Regions from separate parts of the Mus musculus genome. Here region 2 is linked to region 1. The links are chromatin contacts, called in public Hi-C maps. All regions are on one chromosome and are shown on one strand. Each heading gives the region's core, a stretch centred on a gene start, on an enhancer-like site or on the middle of the called end of the contact. The rest is flanking DNA. Distances are from core to core; before and after follow the strand shown. Region 1 overlaps Acss2 (acyl-CoA synthetase short-chain family member 2). Region 2 overlaps Trpc4ap (transient receptor potential cation channel, subfamily C, member 4 associated protein).

What was found. Hi-C and Micro-C count contacts between places; a contact is called where the count stands out from the background.
Region 2: a contact with region 1 is called in a Hi-C map of liver, with 2.2 times the contacts expected there. The contact joins two enhancer-like sites. A contact is called at or near these places in 5 of 39 promoter capture datasets (the HPC-7 cell line, cranial neural crest, hippocampal neurons and 2 more), 4 of 484 Hi-C or Micro-C datasets (bone marrow-derived macrophages, embryonic fibroblasts, embryonic stem cells and 1 more), 11 of 115 datasets of contacts at active chromatin or transcription factors (the HPC-7 cell line, VIP interneurons, embryonic forebrain and 7 more) and 3 of 9 other capture datasets (adipose tissue, liver and pancreatic islet).

What each region holds. Positions count from the first base shown.
Region 1 is chr2:155,537,804-155,545,014 of GRCm38.p6, forward strand. The region is part of intron 2 of Acss2 (acyl-CoA synthetase short-chain family member 2); the gene reads left to right. Among named protein-coding and RNA genes, the nearest start is that of Acss2os, 16 kb to the right of the region's middle. Within about 2 kb of position 3,413, at least 75 of the 459 cell types and tissues checked have an H3K27ac peak or open chromatin away from gene starts, as enhancers often do. A contact at or near this core is called in VIP interneurons and liver, where this site is marked.
Region 2 is chr2:155,637,760-155,644,970 of GRCm38.p6, forward strand. Trpc4ap (transient receptor potential cation channel, subfamily C, member 4 associated protein) reads right to left here. Exons shown (of 19, transcript NM_001163452.1): 10 at 7,169-7,211; 11 at 5,633-5,691; 12 at 3,830-3,931; 13 at 2,715-2,798; 14 at 1,714-1,804; 15 at 289-429; 16 at 1-7. Among named protein-coding and RNA genes, the nearest start is that of Gm22334, 12 kb to the right of the region's middle. Within about 2 kb of position 3,187, at least 54 of the 459 cell types and tissues checked have an H3K27ac peak or open chromatin away from gene starts, as enhancers often do. A contact at or near this core is called in VIP interneurons and liver, where this site is marked.

The DNA of each region.
Region 1 (7,211 bases), core at 2,163-4,662:
GCAAGACTGCTGTAAGTTTGAGGCCAGCCTAGGCTTCATAATGAGTTCTACTCCAGCTTGGGCTACAAAGTGAGATCCAGTCAAAATAAATAAAAGAAGCCAACATTGCATCAGTGATTCAGAGATAAAGAGCCAGCCATGTGGTCATCTGGGGGAACAGCACTACAACACAATGACTCTGGGATTTATTGTTTTTGGCAAGCACTAAAACAACCCAGTGTATGAAGCAGAGGGAACAGGAAAGGAAGAGAGAACAAGAATATGTGAGGGACGAGATAGAAAGGGACTAGATCATGTAAGAATGAGTAGAATTGGAAGGACTTGAACTGTGACTCAAAACTGTATGAGGACCAACCTGAGTGTTCTGAGCAAAGAAGTAACACCTCTGACTTAGCGAGTGGTGGTTTTGACAAGGATAATAAAAATAATTATGAAAACATTATGTATTATATACATATATCTAAATATTTAATATTTATGGGTATGTATGTGCAGCTATGCAAGTGCCCGAGGAGATGGAGTTTTAGACCATTGTGAGCCACCTGATGTGGGTTCTGGGAATGGAACTCACAAGAACAATGTGTATTCTTAACCACTGAGCCATTTCTCCAGTTCGTGTGTGTGTGTGTGTGTGTGTGTGTGTGTGTTGGGAGCCGCCCCCACATTCGCCGTCACAAGATGGCGTTGACATCCTGTGTTCTAAGTGGTAAACAAATAATCTGCGCATGTGCCAAGGGTATTTACGACTACTTGTACTCTGCTTTTCCCGTGAACGTCAGCTCGGCCATGGGCTGCAGCCAATCAGGGAGTGATGCGTCCTAAGTGAAGGGTAACTCTCCTAAAGAGGGAGGGGGTTTCGGTTTCATTATTGAAGGGGCTTTCGTTTTTGGGGCTGGGCGCTGGGCGCTTGCCCTCCTGGCTCCCAAAGATGTAAGCAATAAAGTTTTGCCGCAGAAGATTCTGGTCTGTTGCGTCTTTCCTGGCCGGGCGTGAGAACGCGTCTAATAAGATGTGTGTGTGTGTGTGTGTGTGTGTATGTGTGTGTGTGTGTGTGATTATTGTTTTTTTGAGACAGGGTTTCCCTGTGCAAGCCCTGACTGTCCTAGAACTCACTCTATAAACCAGGCTGGCCTCAAACTCAGAGATCCACCTGCCTCTGACCCCAAGTGCTGGGATTAAAGGTGTGTGCCACCACCACTGACCCCTAAGTATTTTTTTTAACTAACAGTGGATTAGTTGGAGGGTGTACACAAGGGCTAGTTTGGAAAGACTCTATGGAGAAGATTCCCCAGAGGAGGAACATGAGAAGGACCGTGTAATCTATGTTATCTCACTAATCACATGCCTTCAGGTAAAGGGTGACTTTACTGCAGGTGAATTTCCTAATCAGTAATCAGTTAAATCTCTCACTAATGGTTCTGTTTGGTTTCCAGTATTTTAAACTTTTGAAAATTAGTTATCGGTATTTAAAATTTTAGATTCCAGACCTTTAAGGAATGGCAACATTGAACCATTGAGCAAAAGTTGATGTAACCGATTTAAGTACTAGTACTAGGTGTGTTAAGTGTAGGTACTGGATAGGTTCTTTTGCCAAAGCATGCATTGTGCTTTCTAGTTGATTCCTCTATTGTTAGCCCCAAACTAAGGCCAAATATAATTCTACACATATAGTTGCTGTCACATAGAAAACCTAAGAGAAGGGCTGGAGAGATGGCTCAGCGGTTAAGAGCGCCAACTGCTCTTCTGAAGGTCGTGAGTTCAAATCCCAGCAACCACATGATGGCTCACAACCATCCGTAATGAGACTTGATGCTCTCTTCTGGGGTGTCTGAAGACAGCTACAGTGTACTTACATAATAAAATAAATAAATCAAAAAAAAAGAAAGAAAACCTAAGAGAAAAGAAAACAATTTTCTGTGTCAAAAATTTCAGTTATGTGACCTACTTCACTCATTTACCTGGACATGATTAATTTTTCCCATTGTGCTGAGAGTCAAAACACAGGACCTTGTAAAGGCTTGAAAAAATACTCTCCCACTGAGCTACAACTCAAACCCAGTCCCTGTTAATTTTTGATCTATCAATTCTCAGTGTGGAAACAAGAGGACTGGACTCTGAGTCCTTGTACCTGTTTTTTTTGGTTTTGTTTTGTTTTTGCAAATCACCCTTTGATCCCAATCATAGCTAATAGTTTCTTTAGATCTCAAAAGTAGACCAAATTAATTGTTCTGCTAAGAGTTCAAAGATGCTAGTGGGCTTTATATCTTCAGAAAGCCAATTCTCATTCCCTTCCCGCTTCTAACCTGCCAGGGTCCCCAGCCTGGTGTCTGTGACAGAGAAAGAAGACACTGGAATGAGTAATGTACCTATATCAATAATTTATAGCTTGTGCCATAGCCAAAGAGAAGAACACACACTGGGGGGGGGGGTGCGCGTGTGTGTATGTGTGTGTATGTGTATGTATGTGTGTGTGCGTGAGTTCAAAAAAGCTGTGAACGTATGAGCTATACACATCTGTTCTCATTCATCATCTGTCTACCAAACCTTATTCTCAGTGCTACAGATATAGCAGTGAATAAGACAGGGAAGGTTTCTGCTATAATGAAGCTTATATTCCAATAAAGTACACGAATAATAACCCTGGCTGGTTAGAAGGGGGAGGGAATGAGAATTGGCCTTGTCAAGATACAAAGCCCACTGGCATCTTTGAACTCTTAACAGAACAATTAATTTGGTCTACTTTTGAGGTTTAACGAAACTATTAGTTATGAATGGGATCAAAGGGAGATTATTTCAAGTAATGGAAAGTTATATGAAAAAAATTAAAGCAGAATGATTTGGTGAAAAGTTTCTAGAGAAAGCAAGCTGTGTCTGTAGGGGGTATGTAAATATACTTTCAGACAGACCTGTGTTTGAATTCTGGTTACATATATTTATGCTTATTTGTGTATGTATGTACAGCCCCGTGGCTTTTGTAACTAGAATGTTTCTATATTAGTATAAATGGTTTTATGCAAATGCATTACAAGGGTGAGCTGGTACGTGAGTATATACACTGGGGATCTATGCAGGGCACACATGTCAGCACTCACGGAGATGTTTGAAGTTTCTGTGGCATTTGTCAGTGGGCAGCTTTTCTGCTTCTGGCATTCAGGGCCATTCGCCAGCTTCCTCTGTCCTTGTTCTGTCCCGTTTTAGTAAGCTTGCTATGCTTGGCTTCTCTCAGCCCTAGGAGGGTTAAAGCCAAGGAGAAGATAGCAACTGACTCATCGAGCCAGAAGCTGGACAGAAGCTAATAATTTCTGTGTAACTTCTCTCAGTAAGAAAAGGCCTGGCATCCTTGCCTGTCCATGTCCCTTACACTGTGAGGAAATAGTCCCGAGTTGAAATCAGAAGATCTGAGGATCTATTCTTGGCTCTGTCACTTATTATTGTGTGACCTTGGCTGGCTAGCTCTCTCTAGGTTTCAGTTTCCTCCTTCATATGTACTCTGGATAGTAAAGGGGGAGGGAGCACAGATGGCTTGTTGGGGACATTATATAGTATTGCATCTGAAAAAGGAAGAGGAACATTTTGAGTACAAGCAATGTCATGGTGAGAAGTGTGGAAGAGGCTGGGCAGATGGCTCAGTGGGTAAAGGAACTTGCCACCAAGCCTGATGACCTGGGACCCACATGATGGTATGGAAGAATCAACTCCTCTAGGTTGTGCTCTGACCTCCACACGTATACCATAGTATGTATCCCTCCCTCCCTCCAAACAAACAAACAAACAAACAAACAAACACAGAAATATAAAATGGAATTTAAAATGTGGAGGTAGGCATGAGCTTTGTATAAGGAAAGCCAGAAAGAATACACTTAGAATAAAATGTAAACTTACCACTCCTACAAGGCCCTGTATGATTGGCTGATGCATAGCTCTTGTTCTCATCTGTTACTGGCTGTATTCCAGCCACACTGAGTTCCATTCTGCTCTTTGAGTAGGCCTTAATACCTTTCTGTTTGATGCTTGCTGTGTGCAGAATATTCGTTCTAAGAATCAACATGGTTACCTATTATTGAGGTCTTAGCTGAAATAGCACTTCTCCAGGACTTCCCTAGACTCTTATCTAAAGTGGTTATCTCTTAATAGTGATCAATATATAAAATGCACATATCTTTTGGCCCTAAAATTATATTTCTAGTAATTCATTCTATGTATATATTTTCAAATGATACATGAATAAAGATGGCCATTGAAGTATTACTTGTTAAATTAATTATAACATACAAATAGTAAAGAGCATAAAACCATTCTTGATAGAGAATGGTACCAAGCCATATGTTTACATTTTTAAAAAGCAAGATGATTGAGTTATATATGTAACATTTGTTCAGTTTATCTCATGTATATAATAACTAAAGGGTAAAGCTGTACCTCAGTGGTAGAACACTTGCCTAGCATGCCTGAAGCTCTGGTTTACATCCCTATTAACACACACACACACACACACACACACACACACACACACACAAACAAACACAAACAAACAAAAAACTACCCAACTGCATGTGTATGATGGCACATGCCTATAATAGGAGCCCTTGGGAATCTCTGACAAGAGGATTGTGATATTAAGGTAATCCTGGGCTACATAGGTTTATACAGTCTCAAAAAGAAGCAATAATTAAAATTCCATCATTTATATAGAAAATTAGAATATGTAAGAATACATGGGTCGGTCTTCCACTAGCAACCTTAAGATGAAGATGTAGAATTCTCAGCTTCTCTTGCACCATGCCTGCCTGGATACTGCCATGCTCTTGCCTTGATGATAATGGACTGAACCTCTGAGCCTGCCTGGCAGCTGAGGTTCAGCCACCTTGTGGGATATGGTGCCATATATTACTCATACCTGATGCCCACGGAAGTAGCATCCATGGACTGGAAGAGGTGCTTCCTACAGGATCCTTTTAACAGGGCCGCTGGGGAACGCTACCACAGAGAGATGTTAGCCTGTGGTGGGGGCAAGGAGCCCATGCTCCTTATTCCAGGCATGCTGCAGAAGTGTCCTCCCATTGGTGACTTTGTGGATGCCCTTGTGTCGGACATGAATCTGGACTTTGAAACTTTCTTCCTGGATTCTAAATATCAGCAGCATAGCTCATGTGGATAAGAACCTTGTCACTAGATCCTACAGCTATGAAAGCTCACTCCAACTTCAGTGGTCACAGCGGAAACATTTCGACAAGCCTTAAATTGACAGAACTCGGAATAAATAGTAGGTTTTAATTACACTGTGCCTCACCTGCTTGGCAGAGTTTTAAGGACTTTTAGTGTATCTGTGAAACGCAGAAGTTTCTAATTATAGAGTACCCCCCTTCCCTGTGCGGTGGCAGTGTCCAGACTGCAGCCATTCTGTTGATCTCTTAAGTGAATGAATTAAAAACTCTGTGGAATGCTTAAAAAAGAGAGAATACATGTACATAGACATCTTTGTCTAACAAGTGAGTCCCTTGAGTAGAGTACCTTTTCCTAAACCTTACTACACCATGCTGGGCTAGACTATAAGGAGCTTATCTCTTTAAAGTCTAACATTTCAAGTTTATTTTTAAGTTTCTGCCTCCATTGGTATCCTAAGGATCTTATGAGTGACGCTAAAAGTATAGACGTCCTTTGAAGTCATTTTGGTTACTCCACAGGAGCTTTCCATACTAAGAGTGGCCTTATCTGCCTATTGTCTTAGAAAGTTATACAAAGTATCAGTAACAGTGCTTGTCAGCAGGTGCGCTGATTGGGAGATATGATTGGGAGGGACACTTATAGGTACCTTTTTATGCAGTATCACCTCACCTATATTACTTATTAAAAATCATTAAATAGCAGTAGAGAAAAGTGAGAAAATATTCTCATATCTCAATGTTCACATGTAATCATGGTACTTCCTTTGTATGTATTTGTTGTTGTTGAAACAAGGTCTCATTCTTTTAGCCCAGGCTGGCCTAGAACTCACTATGTAGCCTAGGATGACCTCAAACCTTTAGTAATCCTCCTGCCTCAACCTTCTGAGTTTCAGGATTATAGGAATATGTCTCTGTACCCAGTTTAAATTGTGTATCAGTTTTCTATCACTATATTTTATTTATTTGTAATATTTATCATAACTTAAAATTACCCTGGTATAATTGTTGATTGTATATTATCTACATGTCATTAGCATACAAGATCCACAAAGTCTGCACATGGGTTTGGCATATGGTAGTTGTTGAATAAGCAAAGAAAGAATGACAAAAAAACAAACAGGGCCAAACCTAGGGAGTCAGAGTTAGAAATTATGTTATAGAAAGTGGGTGACATGTTCACTGCTGTTGTTACTGAGTTGAAAATTATGTACAAACCTTTAATCCCAGAACTAGAAAAGCAGAGGAGATGGATCTCTGTGAATTCAGTTCCAACCTGCCTGGTCCATATAGCAGTTCTAGGGCAGGCAAACTTACATAGTGAGACTCTGTCTCAAAAAGAAAAGAAAGTAATTTTCTTCATTACTTTATTTAATTTGTGTGCCCATGGGTAAGATGTCATTCAGCTCAGACTGGCCTGAAGCAGCTAAGATGCTGTTGAGCTTCTGAGCCCTCGCCTGTACCTCCTGAGAGTAGGATCATGAGCATGAGCTGCCTGCCCATTTTATGCAGTGCTGGAGACTGAACCCAGGGGCTTTTGCATGCTAGGCAAGCCTACCACCAACTGACTATGTTCCTAGCCCCCAGAGTGTTTTTTATTTCTAAAAAAGTTACTTCTAGAATTAAAAGGTAAGTACATTCACTTCAGAAAAGCTGTTTGGGGCTGGAGAGATGGTTCAACAGTTAAGAGCACTGACTGCTCTTCCAGAGGTCCTGAGTTCAAATCCCAGCAACCACATGGTGGCTCACAACCATCTGTAATGGGATCTGATGCCCTCTTCTGGTGTGTCTGAAGACAGCTACAGTGTACTCACATTAAAAACAAAGTTAATAATCATTTAAAAAAGAAGTTGTTTTGTTCTTATAGTAAAATTTATTTGTTTGTTTGTTTGTTTGTTTAGCTAAAGGGTTTTTAGCAAAATGGCATAGCATGTAAAAGTACCTGTTACTAACCTGGTAACCTGAGTTTGATCCCCAGAACCCAAACAGGGTAGGGAAAGATCTCTGATTAACACTTTTTGTTCTGTCATCAGCAAAATAAAGATTTAT
Region 2 (7,211 bases), core at 1,937-4,436, 100 kb after region 1:
CCTGGAACTGGAGCAGAGATGGTGCTTACTGGCAGGCTGCTGGCCAGGGCACCACCAACCTTCTACCCCAGCTCCACTACTCCGCAGATGGGACACCGAGTGGCCTGCTAAGATGCTCTAACAGCCAAAGTTCTCAGCCCAATAGTCTTAGGGTCTGGCTTGAAGCCTGACTGTCCCACCAGATCCCAGACTCTTCCAACTGTGTGACCACCCCTGAAGATGGGCAGGCCAAAGCTTACGGACAGCTGGTACTTCAGCCAACAGCACGGAGCCCTGGACAAGCCCTACCTTTGCATCAGTGTTGATATATTTATTGAATCTCTTGAATGCATCGACGTTGAACTTCATCAGCTCTCCCAGGAGATCAAAGTAGCTCTGGAGTACATCCCTAGACTTGCACTCACTGTCCACAATGCAGTATAAGATGTGCTGGGTCAAACAGGGGACAGGGTGAGTGAGTGGATGGGTCTGCCCCCCACCCTCATCTGTTTGCCACTCAGGCCTGGCCTGGAGCTCAGACTACCCACTTGGTTCAAGCAAGCATACAGGTGGATGAAACCTGCAACTTTGTCTAGGCTCTTTTCTGAGGATACTGGTGGCTCCAAGGACAGAACCAGGTGGCTGACCTCAGCAGGGGGAACAGGGTGGGTAGGTGGTATTCTCTTTCCCAGGCTCCCACACAACGCCTCTGACTTGCTCTGCAGCTACCTACATGGTTCTGTCTCCAGACCTAACAAGGGCTGCTGCCCTAAGCACGAGGGCCCAGGATTGAAGAGCAGGGCACATATTCTGACCCTCTGCACTGTCTTATGTTTACCAATAAAACCGCATAGAACACACACAAATCACTAAATAGTTACTCAGAACAGTAAGCCAACTTAACTCCTCAACAGGGAACTCTTCCCTGCTTCCATTCTGGTTTCTGATTTCCCCTCCCTCCCTCTCTTCATTCCTGCTTTGTTTTTTTTGTGAGACAGGGTCTGGCCTTGAACTTGAACAACTCCTGCTTCTGCTTCTAAAGTGTGGGGTCTCCAAGCTCAGTTCATTTTCTTGAGCTTACATGATTGGCAGCTGCTTTCCTTTACAATTCATGGTTCCATGTTCATAGTCATTTCCTAAAAATACCAACTGTAATTCTAGCTATTTGCTCTCTCTTCAAATTCCTTTTGCTACATGCCATTAATCAATATGGAAATATCATTACTTTTATTTTCTTACATCACTGCCCCCTCCCACAGCTCCTCATCCCATTCTTCCTCCCCGCTTTGTTTCCCCCTCACTGCCACCCACCAGGCTTCCCCACTCCCTGAAGCCTCAAGTCTCTCAAGGGTTAGGCAAGTCTTCTCCCACTGAGGCCAGACCAGGCAGTCCTCTGCTGTATATGTGTCGGGGGCCTCGGACTAGCTTGTGTATGCTGCCTGGTTGGTGGCTTTGTTAACTTTTAGTCAATACCAAATTATCCCCAGGGTCAAAGGGCTTGCTGGGTAACTCTGTATTCTAAATTCCTGCACAACTACCTGAGTCCTTTAGCCCTCAATACCTACAGGGAGCCCACAGCTGGCAACCCAGGGCCAACCCTGGAACAATGCGCACTAGGAACAACCAGAAAAGGTCTGTTCCTGACCAAACTCTTTAAGGCTCAGAACGAAGAATCAATTCGAGGGGCTGGACTGGGGAGGACAGCTACTCGACGCCCTGCTTCCTCCAGTATACCTCCAGAAGGCCTCGCTTCAGCAGGAACATCTGGTCTGCATAGGAGGTGGTCCCTCGGAGGAAACTTTCCACAGCCCGGGCTTGCCAAAACCTGCAACCCAAGTGTTGATCCTGGACCAGGAGGCTTTGGCTGCCCTCCCCTGGTGCAGGCTAAATGCCCCCAGAGGCAGAGTGGTTTGCAGCCCAGTGTCTAATATTTACTTAACATTTCCCAGTCTGTGCCCCAGTCCTAGGTCTTGAGGACAGATCAATAAGCAAGAGGATCGCCATTCTCATGTATGGTGCTCACAGCTCGGCAGGGGCCAGTCTTTCATTGTGGGCTGGACCAAAACGTGTTTCTATGGTATATGGGCATACACAGTGGCATCTGGGCTCAAAGAGTGGCCTCTAGTAAGTTCCATGTAAAACCACTCTAGGCTTTCCACTCTCAGAATACTGGAAAGACATAGACCAGGGATGTGTGGCCAGCAGAAGGGTTTGTGTGGCGACATCACTGACTTCATATGCATTGAGCTGGTCTAGATAGGAGCCAACAGATACTGAGTGGCCCAAAGACTCAGCTGGGATACCTGAGGGAGGGTCTGAATAGGTGAACCCTGTAGGGACAGAGCCCTGTACCCAGGCCTGGTGGAATCCTCTTGTCTACAACCTTTCCAAGCCCCCCCCCCCCCCCCGGGCGGTCCCTGGCTCTATTTTCTCCCATACTGCACTGAAGCAGGTTTCTTTCCTTTCATGCTTCCTTCCCATGATCCCTGGAAGTCACACAGGCATAGCCTGGATCCATTTGTGCTCTACCTCTCTAGTGACAGCCTGATGATCACCTACCTCCTAAAATACCCTGCTGGCATGTGACAAGGACACACGCACTTACCAGCTGAATCCCATAGTGCCAGCGGCTGGTGAGGCCGCCTCCCCAACCTTAAGGAGTAGGTACTGGAGACTAACCCATTGGGAACCCCCTGGCTCCTAGACCCCTCCCAAGCACAGCTCTCCTTACTCACCTGAATGAAGACTCCGCTGGCTCCTTCTTCATGACCTGCAGCAGCCGAGTTAGTAGGCCCCTCTTGCCGTCACACACCAGACTCCTGAAATCAAAGGGACAGACAGCACTGGTGACAGAACTGAATGGCTAAGAGGGGCCACTGAGCTCGTCCTGTGTCGCTGTGGATGGAGGAAAGAACAGGCAATGTCTGAGTCTGCAAGGATGCTTTCTTGCTCCACCGTGTGCCAGGACCTCAGAGACTGCAGCCGTCAGCTCAATGGCCAGGTGCATTTCTCCTGCGCCTTAGGCCGCTTTTCCCTCCTCAGACCCACTGGCCAGAGGCAGAGGCACACCCATGGCCAGATGGGGCTCCAAACTGCCAGAAGGCGGCCATTTACATCACAAATGGGTTTAATTCAGGCCACAGCAGAGTATGCCAGATGGAATAAAAAGTCTGTGCCAATTGGGCAGTGCCCAGAGTTCTTTATCCTGCCCAGGGTCAGTTCCAGCTCAGCTGTGGGCTTCCAGGCCTCAGCTTCCCGTCTATGAGGCAAAGGCAGCAGTAGGTAAGAAAATGATTAGGCCTGTCACAGTGGCAGGTGTCTGGGCCCTTAAACTCTCTCTTCACACGGCAGCTCCATTTCCAGCCCCTGCAGACGCCGGGGCACCGATGGATCCATCTTCTCAGGAAGAAGTTGGGGATTTCTGACTGTAGCTGCTAGATTAGGGCCACACTTCACAAGCCCCCATGAGCCAGACATGGCACTGTGTTGATCCCAAAGAGGAGGTAGACATAGGGCAGAGGGTGAAGGGTTAGCTTCTTCTTGTCCTGCTTGGCACAGCTGCCACTGGGCAAGAAATGAGGATACCAGTAAAGGGGCCATGATTTGCATGGGATAAGGTGGAAGGACAGAGTATAGCTGACCTTTGCTGTCATATACATGTAAAGAGGAAGATGACGATGGCACTTCCTTCTGAGGCTGCTGTGATCCTCAGTTAGGAAATGCAGGAGATGTGAGGATCTAGCTCACAAAGCCAGTGGGGTGGTAGCTACGTGTGAGGAAGCACAAGTACGCAGCCCCGCGTGTGCCCTGCTGGGAGCCCTGTATCCACAGCGGTCCCCACAAAGATCACCTGTCAGTGTTGAGGACAGCCTCCACCTCAGGGATGTTGGCTTTCAGCGAGATGGCACTGAGCTCATTTAGCTCCTGGTTGTTGAGCAGCAAGTACTTGTTCCTGAAACAGACGGGTGCAAAGGGTAAAGGGCGGGGCTGGAGCTGCTGAGCAGCTCTGCAGCGGGCACAAAGTCTGCTCTGCCCACTCCTGTCGGGAGGAGCACTGAGAGTCCCCCAGCACTTCTACACGTGCTTGTCATTCCTAACAAGCCCGTCCTCGGCACCTCCAGGTCTCCATGTTGCACACTGAACACTTCTCTATGACTTCTCAGAGTCACCTGCACTTCAGCACATCTGATCCTGTCTGCCATCTTAGTCCTGAGCCTAGCCCTGCTGCAGCATTCTCAGTGGCCAGAGTCACAACGCAGAGGCCTGACCAACTGTGACACAATCGCTCCTCTTCCTTCCGTCCAGGCTTGTCATTACGGTCTGTGCAGCACAGAAGCACTTGCTCAGCTGCTTCTCACAGGAAGGGAACCCTCCCTCAGCTCCTTGAGTGATTTCTAAAACAGGACTGGGACCATGTCATTATTGAAAATGCTTACCCAATTCTCACACCCTGTTGTGTGAACCCCTAGGGAGTGATCATGTCTTTGAGGCCCTGTGCAGCCAGGCCACCTCTGTGGCTACAACAAACTGAGCAGCTCACACCTGCCACACCATCTGGCCACTCTGGTTTTCATGACCACGCCATATCCTCCTACAGGGCTTCTCTATGTGGGAGCCTTCTGGCTCAACTCTCTCACGCTGCCTCTTCATCCCGGTCAGGCCTCTGCTCACAGATTGCTTCTGCAATAGTCACTGAGCACCGCCAGCCGGTCAGGACACTTGACAACTGTCCTTTCACGGAGTGTGCTCTTTTGTTCCCACACACCATGCCTATTTGACATCAGGCATTCTGTAACTGGTGACCTTCTCTAATGGTAAACTTCCTCTCCCAAATGTACTCTACATGACAGCAGGGATCATAGTATTTCCACTAGGCCAGGTACAAAGAAGTACTGATTTAGAGTCTGATGAAAGCTAGGACAGGGACGGACACACACACACACACACACACACACTCGGTATAATTCTGTCAACTACAGATGCCTTCAGCCACAGACGTTCTCACAAAACAGAATCATAAGAGACAGAGGCCCCTAGGCAGCACTGTCCTCAGGCATGTTCTATTAACTTGTACAACATTGAAAACTCAGGCTGCCCCAGCACTGCCTTGAGAACCCCTCCTCTGGGCCCTTCATGGAGGCCTCCAATCCAGTGCATCCACCTTTCTGTGCACACACAGTCGTCAGGTCCTTACCCTAATGCCACGGCCAAGAATCCCGTGTTTCCCCCTCCCTTGCACTGTTTCCCTTATAGTGGACAATCATTTTCTTATACATTCTCCACTAAAAGCTTAATCATTAAAAATCAGAGACTATCGCAAAAAAGTGGGAAGGGGGAGCCAACACACTTCACTGTAGAGGTGGGAGCCTCCATGTTTCCAGTCAGGGACTCTGCAGCTAAGAGGCTAGTCATTGCACAAGGGTGTTGCTCCCAGGGCACAGAGGGACAGCACTTTCATCCTCTGATGGTGGCTGTGAGGGCAGAGGAAAGATTCGGTGCTCAGATAGAAGGAAGGGTTGTCAACCTACAGGGCTGAGGAGCACAGCCTCACAGATATTGGGGGCTCCCACCAGCCCTACAGACTGCTCCTGGGTCAGAGAACAGAGAAGCTCAGGGGAGGGGCCTGCAGACGATGCCTCCAGGGGATACTTACTCATGGTGGTCACTGAAACTCTGGAGAAGTCTCAAAAACTGGATCTTCAAGGTGATGTCCTAGAACACATATTAAAGCTACGTTTGTCACAACACTTGTACAAAAAACAAGGCTGGGCTCTGGTGACATCCCTGTCTAGCTACACTGCTTCTTATGCGTCCCTGTCCTCCAGCACAATGAGGGTTTTCCTTTTTTTTTTATTAGATATTTTCTTATTTACATTTCAAATGTTATCCCCTTTCATAGTTTCCCCTCCACAAGCCCCCTCTCCTCTACCCCCTCCCCCTGCCCCCTGGAGGGTTTTCTTTAGTGGAAAAGTCAGACCTTCATGGCTGACCAGTGTCAAGCTAAACTAACGTAGACCTTTTCTGCTAACAACATCCTAGACGATTGGATTTAAAAACTAAAATCATCCTAGTCCCTTTCCACATGAGGCTAGTTTAGAAGCTCCAAAGGGAAACCTACTGATCTCAGAAAGGCCTGGCCCTGAGAGCTCAGGAGCCCGTGGATGGTGAGAGACCGAGTCACAACACGGCTATGGTTTCTGTGTCCTACAGTGACCAGGACGAGCCGAGCTGTGAGCTGCTTAGGCTTGGCTGGTGAAGCCTCCCAGGAGAAGTAAGAAATCCTGAAACTGAACATGAAACTGGCTCCTCTAAAGCGTGAGCCAAAGTGTGTCCTGGGCAGAGGTGGCAAAGGTCCCCAGGAAGGCTGCCACCAAACCTCAGAAAACGACACACATGCCACCCCAAGTGTGTGAAAACCCAGACACAAGCTGCTGGCACCACAGCAGCATCTCCAAGAGACCATAAGGAAGTAAGTAAGAAGCCATTAGAGAAAGATTGCAAACGCAGAAGACACAGGATATTTCCACAAGGAACAAAGACCAAGCGCTCAGTCCCCTGTGGAAAGACTCATTCTAAGTTACTAACTCAAATGGAAGAATGAAAAGCAACCTGACAAGGTTGGGGGCAGGGCACCGAGGTTAAGTCCCACAATGCAGGTTCGGAAACCCATGGCACCAGGTCCTGCCAGCACATCAGGTCTTTTGGGCCAGAGTTGTGGGAAGGTGGGGCTCTGAGGGCAATAGGCACATGACCCTCCTAGTCCAAGAAAACAGGTTCAGAGGTTCTGGGACACAGTCAAAGGTGACTGGCATGGGAGCTGGTGAGATGGCTCAGTGGTTAAGAGTGCCGACTGCTCTTCCGAAGGTCCCGAGTTCAAATCCCAGCAACCACATGGTGGCTCACAACCATCCGTAACGAAATCTGATGCCCTCTTCTGGAGTGTCTGAAGACAGCTACAGTGTACTTACATATAATAAATAAATAAATCTTAAAAAAAAAAAGGTGAGTGGCACAAAGGACTTCTGATGCTCATTCAATACCCTGTCAGGATGCTCTGAGATACAGTTGGTCTAAAACCTTTCTCTCTGCTCTCCTCTATAAGAATGAGGCCCTCAGGGTGAGCAGTGGTTCTTAAAACACCTAACTCTTTGCAGTTAAGTCCCTGCACGCTCCCGGGCTCTCCGCTTACCGGGCTACAGTCACAGTTCTGGTTGTGGCCATGGAGGACAAGG